Regions from separate parts of the Mus musculus genome. Here regions 1, 2, 3, 4 and 6 are each linked to region 5. The links are chromatin contacts, called in public Hi-C, HiChIP or PLAC-seq and promoter capture Hi-C maps. All regions are on one chromosome and are shown on one strand. Each heading gives the region's core, a stretch centred on a gene start, on an enhancer-like site or on the middle of the called end of the contact. The rest is flanking DNA. Distances are from core to core; before and after follow the strand shown.

The links. Promoter capture Hi-C pulls out the DNA fragments that hold promoters and counts their contacts. A called contact is a pair of places that touch in the nucleus more often than the background predicts. HiChIP or PLAC-seq counts read pairs in DNA pulled down with a chosen protein or histone mark.
Region 1: a Hi-C map of the G1E-ER4 cell line shows a contact between it and region 5, with 4 times the contacts expected there. The contact joins the enhancer-like site here to the promoter of Car3 in region 5. A contact is called at or near these places in 28 of 39 promoter capture datasets (the 3T3-L1 cell line, 3T3-L1-derived adipocytes, the C10 cell line and 16 more), 9 of 15 datasets of contacts at CTCF or cohesin (CD8 T cells, the NIH/3T3 cell line, embryonic stem cells and 5 more), 210 of 484 Hi-C or Micro-C datasets (the 63-12 cell line, the AML12 cell line, the AtT-20 cell line and 102 more), 39 of 115 datasets of contacts at active chromatin or transcription factors (the 230-238 cell line, CD8 T cells, the HPC-7 cell line and 22 more) and 4 of 9 other capture datasets (adipose tissue, embryonic stem cells, liver and 1 more).
Region 2: a contact with region 5 is called in a Hi-C map of differentiating embryonic stem cells, with 6 times the contacts expected there. The contact joins the enhancer-like site here to the promoter of Car3 in region 5. A contact is called at or near these places in 6 of 39 promoter capture datasets (the 3T3-L1 cell line, the C10 cell line, embryonic stem cells and 2 more), 3 of 15 datasets of contacts at CTCF or cohesin (embryonic stem cells, large pre-B cells and pro-B cells), 32 of 484 Hi-C or Micro-C datasets (B cells, the Ba/F3 cell line, the C2C12 cell line and 15 more), 9 of 115 datasets of contacts at active chromatin or transcription factors (bone marrow-derived dendritic cells, embryonic stem cells, epiblast stem cells and 2 more) and 1 of 9 other capture datasets (embryonic stem cells).
Region 3: a contact with region 5 is called in a promoter capture Hi-C map of pre-B cells. The contact joins the enhancer-like site here to the promoter of Car3 in region 5. A contact is called at or near these places in 5 of 39 promoter capture datasets (the C10 cell line, the HPC-7 cell line, cranial neural crest and 2 more), 2 of 15 datasets of contacts at CTCF or cohesin (large pre-B cells and pro-B cells), 3 of 115 datasets of contacts at active chromatin or transcription factors (embryonic basal ganglia, embryonic stem cells and large pre-B cells) and 3 of 9 other capture datasets (adipose tissue, embryonic stem cells and liver).
Region 4: an H3K27ac HiChIP or PLAC-seq map of embryonic stem cells shows a contact between it and region 5, with 7 times the contacts expected there. The contact joins the enhancer-like site here to the promoter of Car3 in region 5. A contact is called at or near these places in 11 of 39 promoter capture datasets (the C10 cell line, cranial neural crest, embryonic stem cells and 7 more), 2 of 15 datasets of contacts at CTCF or cohesin (CD8 T cells and the NIH/3T3 cell line), 3 of 484 Hi-C or Micro-C datasets (bone marrow-derived macrophages, embryonic stem cells and nephron progenitors), 15 of 115 datasets of contacts at active chromatin or transcription factors (bone marrow-derived macrophages, craniofacial prominence, embryonic basal ganglia and 8 more) and 5 of 9 other capture datasets (adipose tissue, embryonic stem cells, liver and 2 more).
Region 6: a contact with region 5 is called in a promoter capture Hi-C map of pre-B cells. The contact joins the enhancer-like site here to the promoter of Car3 in region 5. A contact is called at or near these places in 5 of 39 promoter capture datasets (cranial neural crest, embryonic stem cells, hematopoietic stem and progenitor cells and 2 more), 9 of 484 Hi-C or Micro-C datasets (the 63-12 cell line, B cells, CD4 T cells and 5 more), 9 of 115 datasets of contacts at active chromatin or transcription factors (bone marrow-derived macrophages, differentiating embryonic stem cells, embryonic stem cells and 2 more) and 4 of 9 other capture datasets (adipose tissue, embryonic stem cells, liver and 1 more).

Annotation. Positions count from the first base shown.
Region 1 is chr3:15,241,201-15,243,900 of GRCm38.p6, reverse strand. No RefSeq gene overlaps it. Among named protein-coding and RNA genes, the nearest start is that of Gm33819, 85 kb to the right of the region's middle. Within about 2 kb of position 1,305, at least 12 of the 459 cell types and tissues checked have an H3K27ac peak or open chromatin away from gene starts, as enhancers often do. A contact at or near this core is called in the G1E-ER4 cell line, bone marrow-derived dendritic cells, extraembryonic ectoderm and 1 more, where this site is marked.
Region 2 is chr3:14,380,647-14,383,346 of GRCm38.p6, reverse strand. No RefSeq gene overlaps it. Among named protein-coding and RNA genes, the nearest start is that of Slc7a12, 99 kb to the left of the region's middle. Within about 2 kb of position 1,421, at least 32 of the 459 cell types and tissues checked have an H3K27ac peak or open chromatin away from gene starts, as enhancers often do. A contact at or near this core is called in differentiating embryonic stem cells and pro-B cells, where this site is marked.
Region 3 is chr3:15,283,107-15,285,806 of GRCm38.p6, reverse strand. No RefSeq gene overlaps it. Among named protein-coding and RNA genes, the nearest start is that of Gm9733, 48 kb to the left of the region's middle. Within about 2 kb of position 1,441, at least 71 of the 459 cell types and tissues checked have an H3K27ac peak or open chromatin away from gene starts, as enhancers often do. A contact at or near this core is called in adipose tissue, pre-B cells and pro-B cells, where this site is marked.
Region 4 is chr3:15,158,868-15,161,567 of GRCm38.p6, reverse strand. No RefSeq gene overlaps it. Among named protein-coding and RNA genes, the nearest start is that of Gm33819, 2.9 kb to the right of the region's middle. Within about 2 kb of position 1,382, at least 14 of the 459 cell types and tissues checked have an H3K27ac peak or open chromatin away from gene starts, as enhancers often do. A contact at or near this core is called in embryonic stem cells, where this site is marked.
Region 5 is chr3:14,862,177-14,864,876 of GRCm38.p6, reverse strand. It overlaps Car3 (carbonic anhydrase 3), which reads right to left and starts at 1,339. Exons shown (of 7, transcript NM_007606.3): 1 at 1,272-1,339; 2 at 430-627. The coding sequence starts at 1,305. Gm41999 (predicted gene, 41999) reads left to right here and starts at 812. Exons shown (of 4, transcript NR_168331.1): 1 at 812-1,098.
Region 6 is chr3:15,127,503-15,130,202 of GRCm38.p6, reverse strand. No RefSeq gene overlaps it. Among named protein-coding and RNA genes, the nearest start is that of Gm33819, 28 kb to the left of the region's middle. Within about 2 kb of position 1,417, at least 14 of the 459 cell types and tissues checked have an H3K27ac peak or open chromatin away from gene starts, as enhancers often do. A contact at or near this core is called in the 63-12 cell line, B cells, pre-B cells and 1 more, where this site is marked.

The DNA of each region.
Region 1 (2,700 bases), core at 56-2,555, 380 kb before region 5:
CTGTGATTTGTATGTTTTCCATGACTGTTCCTTCCTTGTGCAGTTTGTGACTTAACTGAGAACTTACCCACAGCAGGGTTGCTTCCCACGGCTTTCGTGTAAACATCCTGGCTGTGAACACAGCCTCATGGCGTGTGGTCACAGTCAATTTTATAGGTCTGGACCAGCACCAAGGATCACTTCTGCTTCCATGAGGCTTGACATGGTCAGTGACCCTTCTGTCCCACATTCAAACAAGTCAGGATTTGATGTTCTGAGCAATTCTCCGTTTGTGTCCTTTTGACACTGTCCTGGAGCTTAAAGGAGGATAGACTTAACCTTTACCTTAGTTCTTGAACATTTCTCAGTGTGTTCCCATCTCCCATTTCATGGGCCAGCACACCTTACTGTCCAGCACTGAGGCCTCAGTAAAACTCGGACTCAGTTTTTCTTGGCCTTTATAGGTTTACTTTTTCCCCCATGGCTCTGGCATCAATATTTGATTTCTTTTAAAGTGTACTTTTCTAGTTTGCACTCAGGCCTTCCTTTGTGCATATATGTAGAATTGTCCTGTTTGGAAAGAGTGTTTTGTTTTGGTTTGGTTTGGTTTGGTTTTGCCTTTGTTTTTGTTTTTCTTTCTCCTAGTGGCCCAGTCAGCTCTGTGGCTTTGAAGTCAACTGTTACCACTGGGAAAGGAAACCTTCACTGAGAAAGATAAATGATGGAAAAATAAACAACATTGGGCTTAGGTATTATGAGTTGTTCTGCCTTCTGTCTCTCTATGCTGTCCCATTGCATCCTAAGAAACAGTCATCAGGCCTAGCAAACCTCACTCTAAAATTACCCTACAAGTTCACCTACAAGGTTCATTTTCTTTCCTCTTTATGGACTTTGTAAACTTGCCTGTATTTCTTAGTATCTTTTATTTATTTATTTATTTATTTATTTATTGACATCAGGGTTGTCTCCTTCAAACCCATTTCTGTTTGAAATTGCTTTCTGAAGCACAGCATGGATCTCTCCTCAAAAGCCTCCAAACCATAAAGGGGAAGGGCAGAAATTCATTAGGGGTAAACAAGGGTTGTATAGATTTTGGGAAATGGTAGGGATTTCCAGGGTAGGTATATGTTATTGGCTAGGACTGAGATGCCTGAAATGCTTCACTTACATGAGGAAGAACACCAAGAACCTGCTGGGCAGCTTCTTATCAGAGAGAGGAAGTTAAACCTGTAATCTGCCAAAGGCTACAAGACTTTCCTGAGGTGTTGGGGGTTATGGGCAGGAAGGGCTGATTGGTCATAGCACAGTACCTAATTATCATATAGCCAGAGGGGCTAAGTAGGACTTACCTGCTGAATCATGCATCACTGGCAGGAAGCTTTCTGTGGAGGTCATCCTGTAGATAAGGTCAGGCAACTGTGCTTAGAGACACTCTCCTGATAAGGTCATGCAGAGAAACAGAAGCCCCACTGTCAAAAGGAGTCCTTCATTTTGCCCCTAGCTCAGAGAGGTTATCAGGTCATGGTAGACTACATCTACTTTTTTTTTTAATTAGATATTTTCTTTAGTTACATTTCAAATGTTAGCCCCTTTCCTGGTTCCCCTCCAAAAACCCCTTCCCACTGCTCACCAACCCACCCACTCCCTCTTCCTGGCCCTGGCATTCTCCTACGCTGGGGCATAGAGCTTACACAGGACTAAGGGCCTCTCATTTGAAGATCAACTAGGCCATTCTCTGCTACATATGCAGCTGGCGTCATGAGTCCCACCATTTGTACTCTTTAGTTGGTGGTTTAATCCCTGGGAGCTCTGGGAGTATTGGTTAGTTCATATTATTGTTCCTCCTATGGAGTTCCTACATAGGAAGATAGGGAGGAGAAGTGTTTCATTAGGACAACTATAACTACATTTCTTACATGTATCTTATGAGGGTTTCAAATTCTATAACATGTCAGACACCACAACAGAGCTCTAGGAAGACATGATAATTTATTCATACTTTTTGTTGCTGGGCCAGATAACCTAGAGAAGCAATTCAAAGTAATATTGTCTTATGACTTTGGATGTTTTTGTCCAAGACAAGCTGAATTTATTGTTTTAAGTTTTTGTGGCAGCAACATTATGAGACAGAAAGTATCTCTTTTATGATAATTCTGAAGCAGAAAGACAGATCCTTCCCTCAAAAGCCATGTCCCCAAAATCCCAGTTCCCTCAACCAGTTCATCTTCCCCATCACTTCCCAGTCAAGGCATCAGAGTTAATCCACCCATGAAAACCATTCATTATCCAGTTGCTTCCCCAAAGCCCCACATCTGAACAAGCTTCAGGAAACAGCACAATGTAGCATTTCAAATCAAACAAGCTTTTAATTTTCTGTCTGTAATTTAGCTCTGAGAGTATGTGACTTTAGAATCTCAGGTCTCTCTTCTTGGAGAAATATAGGAGTATTATTTACTTCATGGAGTTTCAAAGGTCGACTGAGATACGTAAACTCCTATTTGGAAAAGTTAATACAAATAAACTAACAAAAAGTCCAAAGTTCAAAACGTATTTGGAATACAATAGTCTTTCATCCAAGGATCCTGAATCGGTTAGTGTTTAATCTGAAAGTGATCTCACTGGAAATTCACTGGCATTGGGAATTAGTATTGTTTTCTTGCATCTGTATTAAGTAACAAATATACAACCTACAAAGAAATTCTAATTGCCCTGGAAAAACCA
Region 2 (2,700 bases), core at 172-2,671, 480 kb after region 5:
TCTTGCCTTTGAGTGTGGAAATAGTGAATTTTTTTTTTCATTTAGGAATGGAGAGCAACCCATGTCAGAGTACCCCAAAGTCTAGAGTTTGCCTGACCTCCTTAGGCATCAAGTTCCCTCTTTGATGGGCAAGGAAGATCCTAATGAATTCCTGAACAAGCATTTACATTTATCAGTCATCCAGATCTTGGATTAGTCAATTCTGGGTCTAACCTTGGGTCGGGTAGCTGGGATGGACACTTTTTGATGCAGCATAGCCCAGGGTAGAGCTGTGTTCTAGCCACTCCTGAGGGTTCCTCTGAACCCCACGTCCTCATTCCTCTCCAGCGCAGACACAGACCCTTCTCCTATCACCCCATCTTTCTCTAGTAACCTTCATTATCTTGCCCAGCCCATCCAGGCCCCAAGGTAAGGAGCAGAGGGGAGAAGGGGAAGGGCTGGGCCTTGATGCTCCCCAAGACGGAAGGGACAAGGCTGTACATCGATTCTCTGCAAGGGCTGTAGGCATGGGCTGTTGAAGCTGATTTATCATCTGATCAATAAAGCAATTTAGAACTGAACTCTTTCCTCATCTGTCTGTGGGGGTCCTAGGGACCCAGGGAGCCAGGGCTGGATTTGGCAAGGCCTAGTTGAAATGAACCAAAGGCAATCACTCTGGAGTTTTCTAAGGTCTGTTTACTTTGTGGTATTGGTTCTAAGGAAACCAAATGATCAAAGGCCACCACCTTCCCCTATTTGCCCTCCACCCCATCTCAGGATGCGGGGATTTTGTGGACTTGGCTTTTGAAAGGCTCAGTTATGTCCTGACAATGTACTCAGCACTTCAGCTTTTGCAAAGCCCCTTGTAAAGAGAAATTCAGCTAGAGGACTTTTTGTATCAACTCCAGAGATCTCACTTCTTGGAAGTGTGTGTGTGTGTGTGTGTGTGTGTGTGTGTGTGTGTGTGTGTGTGTGTGTGTGTATGGTGGGGAGAGGCAGCTAGCCATCTGCTTTTCTGCTAGGGCCTCACAACCAGCTGTACGGAAGAGCAGGCTTGGAAAATAGGCTTGTCTGAAGGGTTGTAGTGTTGTTCATCTTAGGTACACCTACTGTACCCAGAGCTATGCTGTGTCAATCCATGAAAATGCGCCCTCACTGAGTTTTTCAAAACAGTGAGTGGAATTTAACCAATAGGTTTTATGCTTTTATTAGCCAGAGGATCAGGCCAGCAATGCTCCAACATTGGACCTACAACACCTGCCCAACAGCTGGAGATCAAAGAGTGTTAGCCCTAAGTGGCCCTGACAATTCTCAAACATGGCTCAAGACCTACAGGAAATTCTCAGGGAGGTTTGTGCGCAGAGGACAATGGTTTATTCCATAAACACAAATGGATCCTCCTACCTGGACGGGACACACAGAATACCATGATCCAAAGGTGGAGACAGGCTGCCCTCTGCTGGCTGCGGAGGCCCAGCACAGTACCATCAGGCCAGCCCTAGTACTCTGTCTCACTTTTCCCCATTGACCTTCTCACAATCACGCAGTGCAGAAGGGACTTCACACATCATTTATTTATACACAGTGAAGCTCGGGTACCAGCAGATGGCCGTAATTGCGTAGGGCGTGGGGAGCCACAGAGATTTGCAGGCGTCGAGTTTGCTCTGTACGGATCGACACCAGGTGGCGCTGTGGGGTCAAGGCCAAAGGCAGCCACTCCGTTTTTCTTTTTCTTTTTTAAATTTCATGTTATTTTTGTTAGCTACTCCCGTTCTGCTGTGGGTGTTGATGACCCAGTGCTTCCGCGAGCACATCTAATGTCCCCGGAAAGAGGTGTGCTCTAACACTGACCTGTGGCATACCAAAGCACAAGAATGACCCAAAGGAGAGAAACTGACAGAGTCCCCCTTTTTTTCCATTTAAGGGCGACCTGGACATGGTCCAGGATGCCCGTAGGGGAAAGAATGGCATAAAGGACTCCCAGTTGCATGAGTGTCCTGGCCGTTTAGGTGTGGTGGAAGAAAGCTGCCTGTTCTGATGGAAGTCGTGGCTCCATCAGTCTTCCTTCAAGACCACAAGTCTGGGTCATCTAAAAGGGTGGCTTCCATGGGACATCAGTCTTCAGAGATGAGGGAGAATGTGTTTGGAGATTAAGGCAGGAAGAACGTGAGTTCAAAGCCAATCTTGCTACAGAATAACCTTGCTACAAAAATGTGTGTGTGTGTGTGTGTGTGTGTGTGTGTGTTGCTATTAGATGTTTAAGTAATCCCCAAATCAAGAGTACATACTTTGTGAAGCTACAGTCCCCAACATCCTTAGGCCCTGGTAAGGGTGGGGGTAGTTTGAGAAATAGAACACAGACCCTTGGGAACCAGTCATTGGATGGTTCTAACTCCCTTCCTCCAGTCCCTGGTCCTGCCTTCAAACACACACACACACACACACACACACACACACACACACACACACACACACACCTGTTACTAAAACCATTGCAGGGTGTGGAGGGATGCTTTTAAAATAGATCCCAGATCCACCCTATAGATTCTGATCAGGTCGGGATGGGACATGGGAAACTATTTGAAAAGTGCTTGCCTGAGATGATGCTCATACTGGAGCCCTTGGAGTCTATGCCAGCTTTGCCAGCCTTGCCAGTTGGTCTTACAGCAAGGGAGCCCTTCCCTCTGCAGCTCACTTGCCTTAGGACTAATGGTTACAGGA
Region 3 (2,700 bases), core at 192-2,691, 420 kb before region 5:
CCTGAATTTTTCATCTTAGTTATTCTGATTGGTTTAAGGTGGAATCTCAGCATCATTTTTATCTGCATTTCCCTGATCATTAAGGACTTTGAATATTTCTTTAAGTGCTACTCTGCCATGGGAGATTCCTCTTTGTGAATTCTCTGTTTAGGCACTCCCTTGGTTTGACCTTAGGGACCCTGGGTTTCCTCCTTGAGAGGTGTCCTTGGCACATCACTTAGGCTTTAGAAAGTTGTGTGCAGCATACTGAGACCCGCTATTCTGACGCATAAGAGACTGTTATATGCCAGCTTGCTGTTCTAACATTTCTATCAAGGGAAAAATCACAAATATTTTTGGTTGTTTTAAAGCCTATACTTGGTATTTCAGATGCCAATACCCATATCAAAACAATTAAAGGAATCTGGAGCCAAGATTTCTTTCAGTTTGGTAGGTAATTCTAAAGATAGCCAGGTAAACAGCCAGCAATCTTTGCCAGGGTTTAGTCTCAATAAGAGTTGGGGGTAATCAAAGACTAGAGATACCTGATAGGTAAATAACAAAACACATTGACTGAGAAGCTGACAGGCTTGTTCATTTCCATGAGATCTTTCTGAACTCAGGAGTCAGAATACTCATATAGATGTGACTCAGCCTCAGTCTTTTATTGAAATCACAAAAGGAGGTTGGGTTACAACGTTCACTGGTGCGGTGGGTAAATGCTTCTCTATTTTCTTGTGCCAATATTTTCTTGTGATACAGAGTAGTACAGATTTAGAACAGAAAAAAGGGAACCATAAAATCTCAAACACAAGTTTTGCAGGAAGCACTTTTTTTTATATATATTTCCCCAACCACTAGTCCCCAGTGAGGTTGGGGTGGGGGGCAGCGGTATTGCAGTTGCAGTCAGTATCTTCAGACATGTGTGGGACAGTATTGTTTTATAAAAGGGCAAAAATGAGGTCATCCTGATAACCTTGCAGTCTTCAGGACTCTCTACCTGTCTATCTAGAAAAACATTCTCACTTGACCTGTATGGAGAATTCCTACAGGGCTACTATCATCCTCCCTGAACCCAAGGAAGCCATTGCTGACTTTCTGGGAAATATTTGTATGCTATTCCATCCTCAGTTTTGTAATAAAAAATGTCCTGTTTTTAATATGCAGAACTGAGACTAAGACTGGGGGAACAGCTGCAGATTTACTCATCTCTGCCCGCAGCTCTAGGTTACTTTCATTTCCATCTCGAGCGAGTGACTGTAACACACATTTCTCTCAAATTCATGAACAAATTTCACTTTAATACTATCAGTAACATCTAGTTTTTGGATATTAAGCAGCCTCCTACTAGGTCTTGCCAGGTCACCAAATAATGAAGGAAGAAGGAAAGAGAAGGAACAGTAAATAGATAAGGAGAATGATACGTACTAATAATGGTTGCAGGAAAAACATCACGAGGTACCTGCGACAAGGGCCTCTCAGTGCTCATACTGGCACCCAGAAGAGGCCATACCTCATGTTCTGAGACACAGTACCCCCAGCAGTTTTTTTTTCCTCGTCATCAGGGGTCCTAGGCATCTCAAGCTTAATGTGGCATGTCTCCAACAAATCTCAACTAAACTTCATTAATATCTAAGGCCTAGAGAGGGAAAGTGAAAAGTACAACATCACATGCCCCCTTAGTAACACAGTTCACAGTGATAAACCTTTCCTAAAGGTCAGTATGTTGTATAACTTTACTACTTCTGTAGAGCCGATCTATATACTGTGCTAGCAGGAAGTAGGTATCAAGTGTGGGCCCTGTGTAGAAGGTCTTTTCTGGGTACTTGACAAAGAGTAGCAATGCCTGGATGTATATCTAGGCATTCCTTCCTCTCTCCCGAAAACTACTACAAATCTGATGCTCTTATGACCCTGATATTACCATTATAGTATGTGTATGGTTTCTCTTTCCTCAAGAAATACCTAGCAGGGACAATGGCTGTCATCATCATAGAAAGGAAACTGAGGAGTCCGCAGAGAGTAAGGTTTTTCTCATTCCATGGCTTCCTGATGCCACAGTCTTAGCACTTGGGTAGTCATAGCACTCTGGAAAAGTGGGCACTGGAACCACATTCTGTAGAAATAGAAACTAAGGGTCAGGTTGAACAAGTTATCTGCCTTATTACAACCATGATATGCTGACTGGTTTTTGGTGTCTTGCTATGGCAGGTAATACACGGAGGCCCAGGCTTTCCTTCTTAAGGATCTCTGATCAACACCATGCTACAGATGATATTGAGACTGAAACAGAGACTGTTTCATCTTGCTTGACCTGTCTCAGAGGCCATGTTCTGTGCCCTCCGTTTCATTTCCCACAGAAACCAACTATCCTTACACTGAGCCCTGCCACTTATATCACTCTACTTCCCCCCATGCACACCCCCAATCAGACATGAGGTATTCTCTGCCAAATGTCTACTTTAGGTAGCTTTGGGCATAACAGGCTTTGTTCCAGGGGCCTCAGGCGCCTGAAGAAACTCATTTATTTAATTCTTCTTCACATTTTTGAGACTGTATGCAGGAGGCAGTTCTATTCTGTGGCTGCTGCTCAGAGAATACGCTATGCAGAAATAATTGCATGTATGCTGTGTTAATTAATGAGGGAGAGTGCTGTAGTGATCTCTTACCTATTTCTTACCATCTCACAAGTCCAGTGCTCTTTATGAACCTCAGGGTCTT
Region 4 (2,700 bases), core at 133-2,632, 300 kb before region 5:
TGTGTCAGAAATTTAGGCTGGAAAAGAAAAGTCCAAGTTCATGGGTTATAATAGGTAGGGAAGAGTAAATATAAAATTATCAGATCATGTTTACTCTATGTATTTACTATGTGCCTGGACTGCTTAGACATTTGTCAGGAAAAGCAAAAATTTAAGTCTTAATCTTGATAAGGAAGGGGAAAGAAAGAAATGGAAAGAGAGAGGAGCAGACAAAAGGGGAAAAGAAAGAGGGAGATATTAAGCAATGATGGTTTTTGATTAGATTAAATATACTTCAAGTGTAGCTCAAAGTCACATTAGAAAGACTGCCTTTGAAACTGTTACTAATTAAATTATTAGTATAATCATCATACTGAGAGTCATTTCAGGGATAAATAAAATTCTCAGGTAAAATTGTAGAAAATTGTATAGCCTCTGGAAAATATGTACAAGTTCCAGAGGTGATGTCTGCCTTAGCAGCCGAATATAACGACCTAGTGTAACAAAGGACCATGATGGCTTCAACAAATAATCAAACATTGCTTATCTCTTAATGACTTCTTTCTCTTTTCCCTCAGCATACCTGGATTGATGTTTGGTAAACTAACCAAGGAGATTCCTATGACCTTGGGAATCCATCTTCACTGAGATTATTGTGGATCCAAGAACCAAACAAAGGTAAAGAAAAGAAACAGGATCAGTGGACATAGATCTATGGGTAACTGTCTAAATGCTGTTGGACCCAGTTCACTTCTGTGTCTTATTTTTGTGGAATTTTGCCACAGTAGACAACTGTAATGAATTCAAATGCAACCTAAGAAATATTTTTTTGTTTGTGTCTTGTTCCTTGTCTGCTTGCTTTGTTTATTACAGAATCTATTTCCAGCAAATCATGTAGTGGTACCTAACAATTCCTGCATGGTGTTTAAACCATTGTGTAGTGGCCCCATGCTATGTCATGGTGCTGTGTGCATTTTGGGAGTGCCAGCTGTGTTTCTGCATCCTTAGCTTCCTCGCTTTCAGAGTGTCCAGACTCTACTGCATACCAGACTGGAAGGCTGAAGCAGAGTATGAAATGGGAGGGGTTCTACAGGATCCTGCTCTGGCTGGCAGGGAGTATAGGGGGTAAGGGGGTGAGGGAAAAAGGCCTTATCTGAGAGTCTTCAATGAAACAGTTCTATCAGACAATCTTAGCTTGTGTATATCCCTTTATTCTTATGCATATCTCTTTATTTGGGGTGGGCTTGTATGTGTACACTTATTTGGGGTAAACCAGGGATATATATGGACTTTGGGGAGTGGGAATTAGTTTTCAGAGTAAATGAAAATCACTGGCTAGAGTTTACAGTTCTATGAAGCCCTCCTTTGGATGGAGAAGCATTCCAGGAATTCCAGGTACTTGCTGGACTGGTTCTTATCTGGAAAAGAGGAAGTTGAAAAGAGGAAGGTCACTCAAGGACTACTCAACCCCCCCACACCGCCCCACCCCCACCCCCACTCCCCAGTAGACAGTGGGTGCCGCAGACCCTCTGGGTCCCTGTGTCTGCGTGGAACGGGGTCTCTCGACACGGGTGGGCAAAGCGTGGATGAATGACAGACAGACACACACACAGGAGAGTTTGTGTGGAATCTGAATGTAATTTTTCAAATCGAACATCAGACTTTTTATGCAGAAGACAACAAGGTAGTTGGGTGACATACCCACAAGGTACAAATGAGGTAACCGGATGCTTAATGACTCTTACACAGAACAGAGGAAATGAAAACGCAAAGACTGGCAGGAACTAGGCAATAAAATAACTGAGACAGAGTCAGCTCTATCTAAGGTCAGCTATAGTCTTAGAAGCCAGGTGTGAGAACTTTTCACTTCTAGGGCAAGGGCTTTCACACCCAAGTCATGGTTCTAACTAGGGAGTTCCGTTCTAGCTAACCATCTCATAAATAATGCAGTACTCTAAAACCACAGCCGGATCTACTTCCTAAACCATTGTAAATTCCTGTATATAGGTGTAATTTAGCTATAATTCTAAATATCTATTCTGGTTTCTCCTACGGTCAGAAACTTCTTACTTCCTTAGTGATGGTAAATTCCTGTGAAGGGCAGTGACCTAACTTTTCCTCAAAGAGATAGTGTAATACCAGGGGCAGTACTGAATTCCAAGCCCAAGGTCTTGCTAAGGACGAACTAGGACTGTTGGAACACTGGCGGACGGCTTTAGCTATGTCAGAATTCAATCTTAAAAGGCACTTATGATAGGAAAATATTGAAAGAAAGCACGTGGATCCATGCACTAGACTAATGCGGGAATGGAACGCAGGAATGAAAAATTACTGTATGGGTAGGGAACGCTAGACTCCAGGAGGAGAGCTTCCTTGAAACTCTTTTGCCTCATGAGTGACTTTTAAGCTTTTCAGCTTGTCCAGTTGACTCGACCGGAGAGCGGAGAGCGTAGCAAGTGGGGGTTTGGGCTGCCCAGACAAGGTCAGAGAAGAAGTCCTGCTGGTAAAGTGACTCACCCAGTTTGTTCAGAGCTCAGAGAGCTATCTGGACAATAGTAGACTGAGAGTTTATTTAGCAGAGTCCAACATCATGGTTGCTCTTGTGACAGGTGGAATACAGCAGAAGGGTTGGGTGGGATATCTGTACTTAGAGGATATCAGGACCTGGATTTTTAAAATTATCTTATTCCATCTTTTGGACCGATCACTCAGAAGCCATAT
Region 5 (2,700 bases), core at 90-2,589:
ACAGTGACCCTGCCTTTTCACATTAATTAGCCTCCTTCCATCCGCGAGGAAAGAGAGGACCCATTTTATTTCTTTCATCATGGTTGAATCTGTTCTCCATATCACCAGGAACCATAAAAACGTTGTCTCTCGGTGGTCAGAAAGCCCATGTGGACTCTCTGTCCTCCCCTGGGGATCCACACTCTGTCTCTGGAGTGTTTTGCTAACTTTTAGCTTGGGCATATGGCCATTTTGCAGCAACGAGAGGGTGTGACATTCCTCTTCATTGTGTGAATATAGTTCTCCACAACTAAAGCCAAGTCTAAAGTCATCTCCATTTCAGGGATAAACTTCTCCCGCTTCCCATAATTCTGTTACCGTGTCACAAATTGCGTCTTGCCATTAGATACTGAACACACTCACGTGACCCTGCCGAAGGGCTATACTTACTAGACCTGTCATAAGTATCATCAAACACAACTCTGCAGGTCTTCCCATTGTTCAGGATGGTCTTAGCAGAGCCAGGGTCATAAGATGCTGACCAGGGCTGCAGAGAGGGGTCATGCTTGATGTCTTTAGTATGCAGTTCAATGGGTGACTGGTTGTCCCCTTTGGCAATTGGATAAAGTTCATGCCAGTGATCAGGACCTAGGAAGTAAATGGAAGAGAATTTATTCATTTAATAGTACAGCTCAAGGCCTCTATTTAGTGAACTGTGCCAGCAAAGTGTACAGAAGCCAAAGAGTGACTGCAGAAAGGTCTCTGGTTCAGATTGAGCAACACAGCACTTTGATTTCAAACCTATTTAGAAGCTTGCTTACCTATGCTCAAAGAGCGTTCCAATCTCCACATTCCCTCCCCTGGCTTGAGAACCATGTAGCCAGAAAAGCTTATCTTTGAAATGAACCACAGATCGATCATATATTTTTTGGAGTACTTTGCAGCTTGGAAGGGATATTTTCTTCTTTTTCCCAAGGCTGACTTGGTCAAAGCAAATATTGTTACCGGACCCCAAGCTCAAAGAGGCTCACTTCTCAGTTTCACAGAAAAAATTCAACTGGACCTGACTTCTGGCTGAGTGACTTCTCAGACACATCATCGGACCTTAAGCTAGTTATAGTGAGTATGTCTCTGAGCTTCAGGTTCCTCCGTGGAAAGGAAAACAGTGAGTCGTGTTAAAGACCAGCAGCATGGAACACCAGAAAGTTTTCACTATATGCTAGTTCTTAAGGATTCCTCCCTGCACACCTGTGCAATGCAGATACACCCTGTTGTGTCCTGGCCCCACTCACCATTGTGGCTGGCGTAGCCCCACTCCTTAGCCATGGTCACCTTTCGTGTTTCTCAGCGCTGGACAGCTCCTGCTCTTTCTTGCTCCTGTTGTCCGGCAAGGTCTCCAAGAGTTCGCTCTTTTATATAGATCTCCTGCAGTGTGCATGACCTTATTAGGTCAGCGGTGAGGCAGGGGGCTAAACTGGATTGGGGTGGTACTCAGAAGGCCGGGGGCGGGAGAAGCCAATGAATTACAAGAGCTGGACAGCTGTCCGGGTGAGAGGGTAGCAGGAGGGGGCAGGGAGGAGGCGCGGAGGGGGAACGGAGGGGGACAGAGCCCCCCCTTTCTTGGCTCTGCAAGAGCCCTGGCTCCTTCCTTTGTTCACTTTGCAGGCTACCAAGCAGCTGAGCTTTCTAAGATCTCCCGCTTTGGCTGGTTCCCTCCAGTTTTCCTGCACTTGGGGGTCTGGAGGAGCAGCCGGCTCATGCTGCAGTCTGGTGTTACTTAGCAACTAAAAGTTGCACCCGCGGCTCTTGCAGCCTCTCTCAGAAGACTTTTAACTCAGAATGGAGGACCCGCTGCAGTCTCCGGATGCTGGGGTTCCTTTCCCTGCAGGAATCCGGTTAGGACGGAAAGAACTCCTCTGATCCTCTGACTAGTGCGTGATTCTCCTACGGAAAACCTGTAAAATTCTGGGAATAGAGATGAGGAGGAGTCTGGGAGTGCCCGCTTTCCAGTCCCGGTATCCTTAAGGGATGAGTCTGTAAGGTAGACTGCTTAGGCGTCACACCAGTCTAGCTTAGTTTGTCTAGTACGACTCAGGAGCACAGCACTGGATCCCTGGCCAGGGAGGGACTCTGCACCCTAGCCTCAGTCAGCAGCAGTCTGGGACAGAGCCACAGAGCTTTGCTCTGTTCATCTCAGGGCACCAAGGATACCCGAAGTTGAAAGGGTACAGTCAAAAATGAGTACACTACATAAAATTTTCACTTTCTAAGACATAATTAGAGACAAGGAAAAAAAGGAAAAGGTCTATGAAATCGGTTTGGGAGCCGGCTGCGCGGGGCGGGGCGGGGGGGGGGAGCTCGTGTCTTTTCTCTCAGTTTTAATGTGTTTTGTAATGCAATAAACCACATAAACAGAGACTAAAACTGGCATATCCCACTTGTGCATGACAAAGGTATAATTAGAAATATCTGGTTATGGCTCACATGAAAGAAGCCGGTATAATAGATGTTTGCAATTCTATGTATCTATTATGAAAAAAAAAATCTTGTTTGGGCAAGAATATCTTGAGACCAGAAAGATACACCGTATCTTGGAAATGTCTTGAACAAGATCTCTGCAAGCATTTTCTTATAACTTTTACTTTTATAAAAATGACGTTTTCATTTTGCTTTTCCTCGTGGGTAACAAAACCTGAGAAGGAAATCTCTCATCATGGCAAC
Region 6 (2,700 bases), core at 168-2,667, 270 kb before region 5:
GCACAGAACTCTGAGAGTGAATGTGCAATATGTTCTCTCTGCTTCCTGGGTTGACCGGAAATTGCTTGGTTGAGTGACAGGCATATTAGGTAATCCTGTAAAGCCGATGAACATCAATACTTCTACAACCAAGTGAATGACACCTTGAAATGAAATCTATGACAGCGATACTGAACAGTAAATGACAGAAAGGACTCTTGTCTGGGAGGCTTGTCTGTGACACCAGCAGCACACTCAGCCTGCCTTCTGCAAGCCAGCCTGCCTGTTCCAAGGCTGCAGGGGTTTGAATGACAACATATATTTGCATACATGGTCCCCAGTTGGTGAAACTGTGTGGGAAGCCGCCCTCACATTTGCCATTACAAGATGGCGCTGACAGCTGTGTTCTAAGTAGTAAACATAATCTGCACACGTGCAGGGGCAGTTTTCCCGCCATGTGTTCTGCCTTTCTCGTGATGACAACTGGGCCGATGGACTGCAGCCAATCAGCGAGTAATACGTCCTAGGTGGAGGATAATTCTCCTTAAAAGGGACGGGGTTTTGCCATTCTTTCTCTCTCTTGCTCTCTTGTTCTTGCTTTTTCTTGCTCTTGCTTTCTTGTTCTTGTTCTTTTTCTTGCTTTCTTGCTTGCTCTCTTGCTCTGGCTCTTGCTCTCTTGCGCTCTGGCTCCTAAAGATGTAAGCAATAGAACTCTTGCTCTTGCTCTCTTGCTCTCTTGCTCCTGAAGATGTAAGCAATAAAGCTTTGCCGCAGAAGATTCCGGTTTGCTGCGTTCTTCCTGGCCGGTCGCGAGAACGTGTGTAAGAAAACTGTTTAGGAAGTTTTAGGAGGTGAGCCTTGTCGGAGGAGGTGTGTCACTGGGAGTGAGATTTAAGTTTCAAAAGGCCGGGCCATTCCCAGTTAATGCTCTCTGCCTGTGCTTCTGGATCCGATGTTAAGTGCTCAGCCACATGTCAGGACCATGCAGGCCTGCCTGTTTCCATTCTCCTTAATGTGACTTAATGGTTATGGACAGCAATAGAACAGTAACCATGACATAGGGCCTGCATGCTCTCTACTCCCTCACTCTCACCTCATCTACCAGACTGGAGCAGCTGTGATAAAGCATGAACTTGGCTTGGTGCTAAGCAAGTAAAATAAGATCAATGTCCCAAAAGAAACAGAGTAAGAGTAGCCTGCCCTTGGAGACTTTTGGCAGCTACAGAGGTTTAAAGCTTTCAACGAATTTCAAAGACATGGGAATGAAAAAATACATTAAAAAGTCCAAGTTTGTCCCTATTTTAGCCTCAGGAGAAATCAACTACATGTATTAGAATCTGATTTTTCTTTTAGAAGCTCTTTAAATCTGGCCATGTTACAATTAGGCTGAAACACTCCCTTTGCTTCATAGGGATATGGTCAATAGATTTTGTTATAAATGCAATTACTTAAAAGTTAAGAAAGGAGACAAGGCAAGAGCCAAGCCCTCTTTTTGAGGCTGAACAAGGCAACCCAATAGGAGGAATAGAGTTCCAGGAGCAAGCAAAGAATCAGAGATATACTCACTCCCACTGCTAGTAGCTCCTCTTCTCTTATTGCATCTTGTTTTGTTCTGCTTGGCTGTCACCTCTTGGAGGTCTGCTCTTTGTTAAAGAGGAAATGAAGGGGAAGTGGATCTCAGAGAGAAGGGAAGTGGTGGGGAGCTAGAAAGGGTAGAGAGAGAGGAAATTGGCTAGGATATATTGTATGAAAAGAATCTACTTTTAATTTAAAAAGAAAGGAAAAAGTTAAGAAATATTTCTACTTCTAAAAAGAGGAATAATCAGAACAATTCACCAGTTTAAGACTTTGTAGATCTGCCAACCTGTTAGGAGGTAAAATACTAATAGCTTTAAACTATTCCTTGCTATTAATACTCTGTTCACAATACAAACATTGAAAATAAGGATTTGGTGGCCTGGTCACAGTGGGCTTCTACAACATGCCCTGTTCTGAGGCTAGTACCAATATGACCACACCTGAGAACTCTGTGGGTTTTGTGCTCCGACCCTTCGACCTCCCTGGCTTCTAGATACAACTACAATGACATCAGCCACTGCATCCCTGGAGACAGAGCTTGCCTGATGCTCCCTCCTTTCATCCACAATAGGACCTACAATGCTGTGTGAAGAACTGGACCCCAGCTCCTGCTTAACAGCCCCAGACCAGCACAAGAGCAGACAATAAACCCTTCCACTTCAAAAAAACAAACAAAAAACAAAACAAAACAAAACAAAAAAACAACAACAACTCTGTTCACTTGAATTCTCAGACCTGCTAATGATTTTTGCTAAATCTATGTTTCCCAAGACTGCCCTCCCTCCCTCCTACCTTCTCTCCCTTCTTTCTTCAATTCCCCCTCTTATACTTTTTCCCTTTTATTCTTTCCCCTTTTTTCTTTCCTTATTCATTTAATGTAAATATAATAAGTAAGTCTTTTGAAATGGAGTATTTTTCAAAAATATTTCTATTCCTTTAGATCTAATAAGGGAAACAATAGGAATAATTCACACCTATTGTATGACCTCATGAGCATTCTATTGTGACTGTGTAGTTAGAAATCTATACATATAGATTTAAACTGACAGCTAGTGAGATAAGAGATTCCAGGTTTAATATCTAGAAAACAAACCTAATTTCTTCCACATTAAAAACTCATTTGTTCATTCTTCATCTTATTAG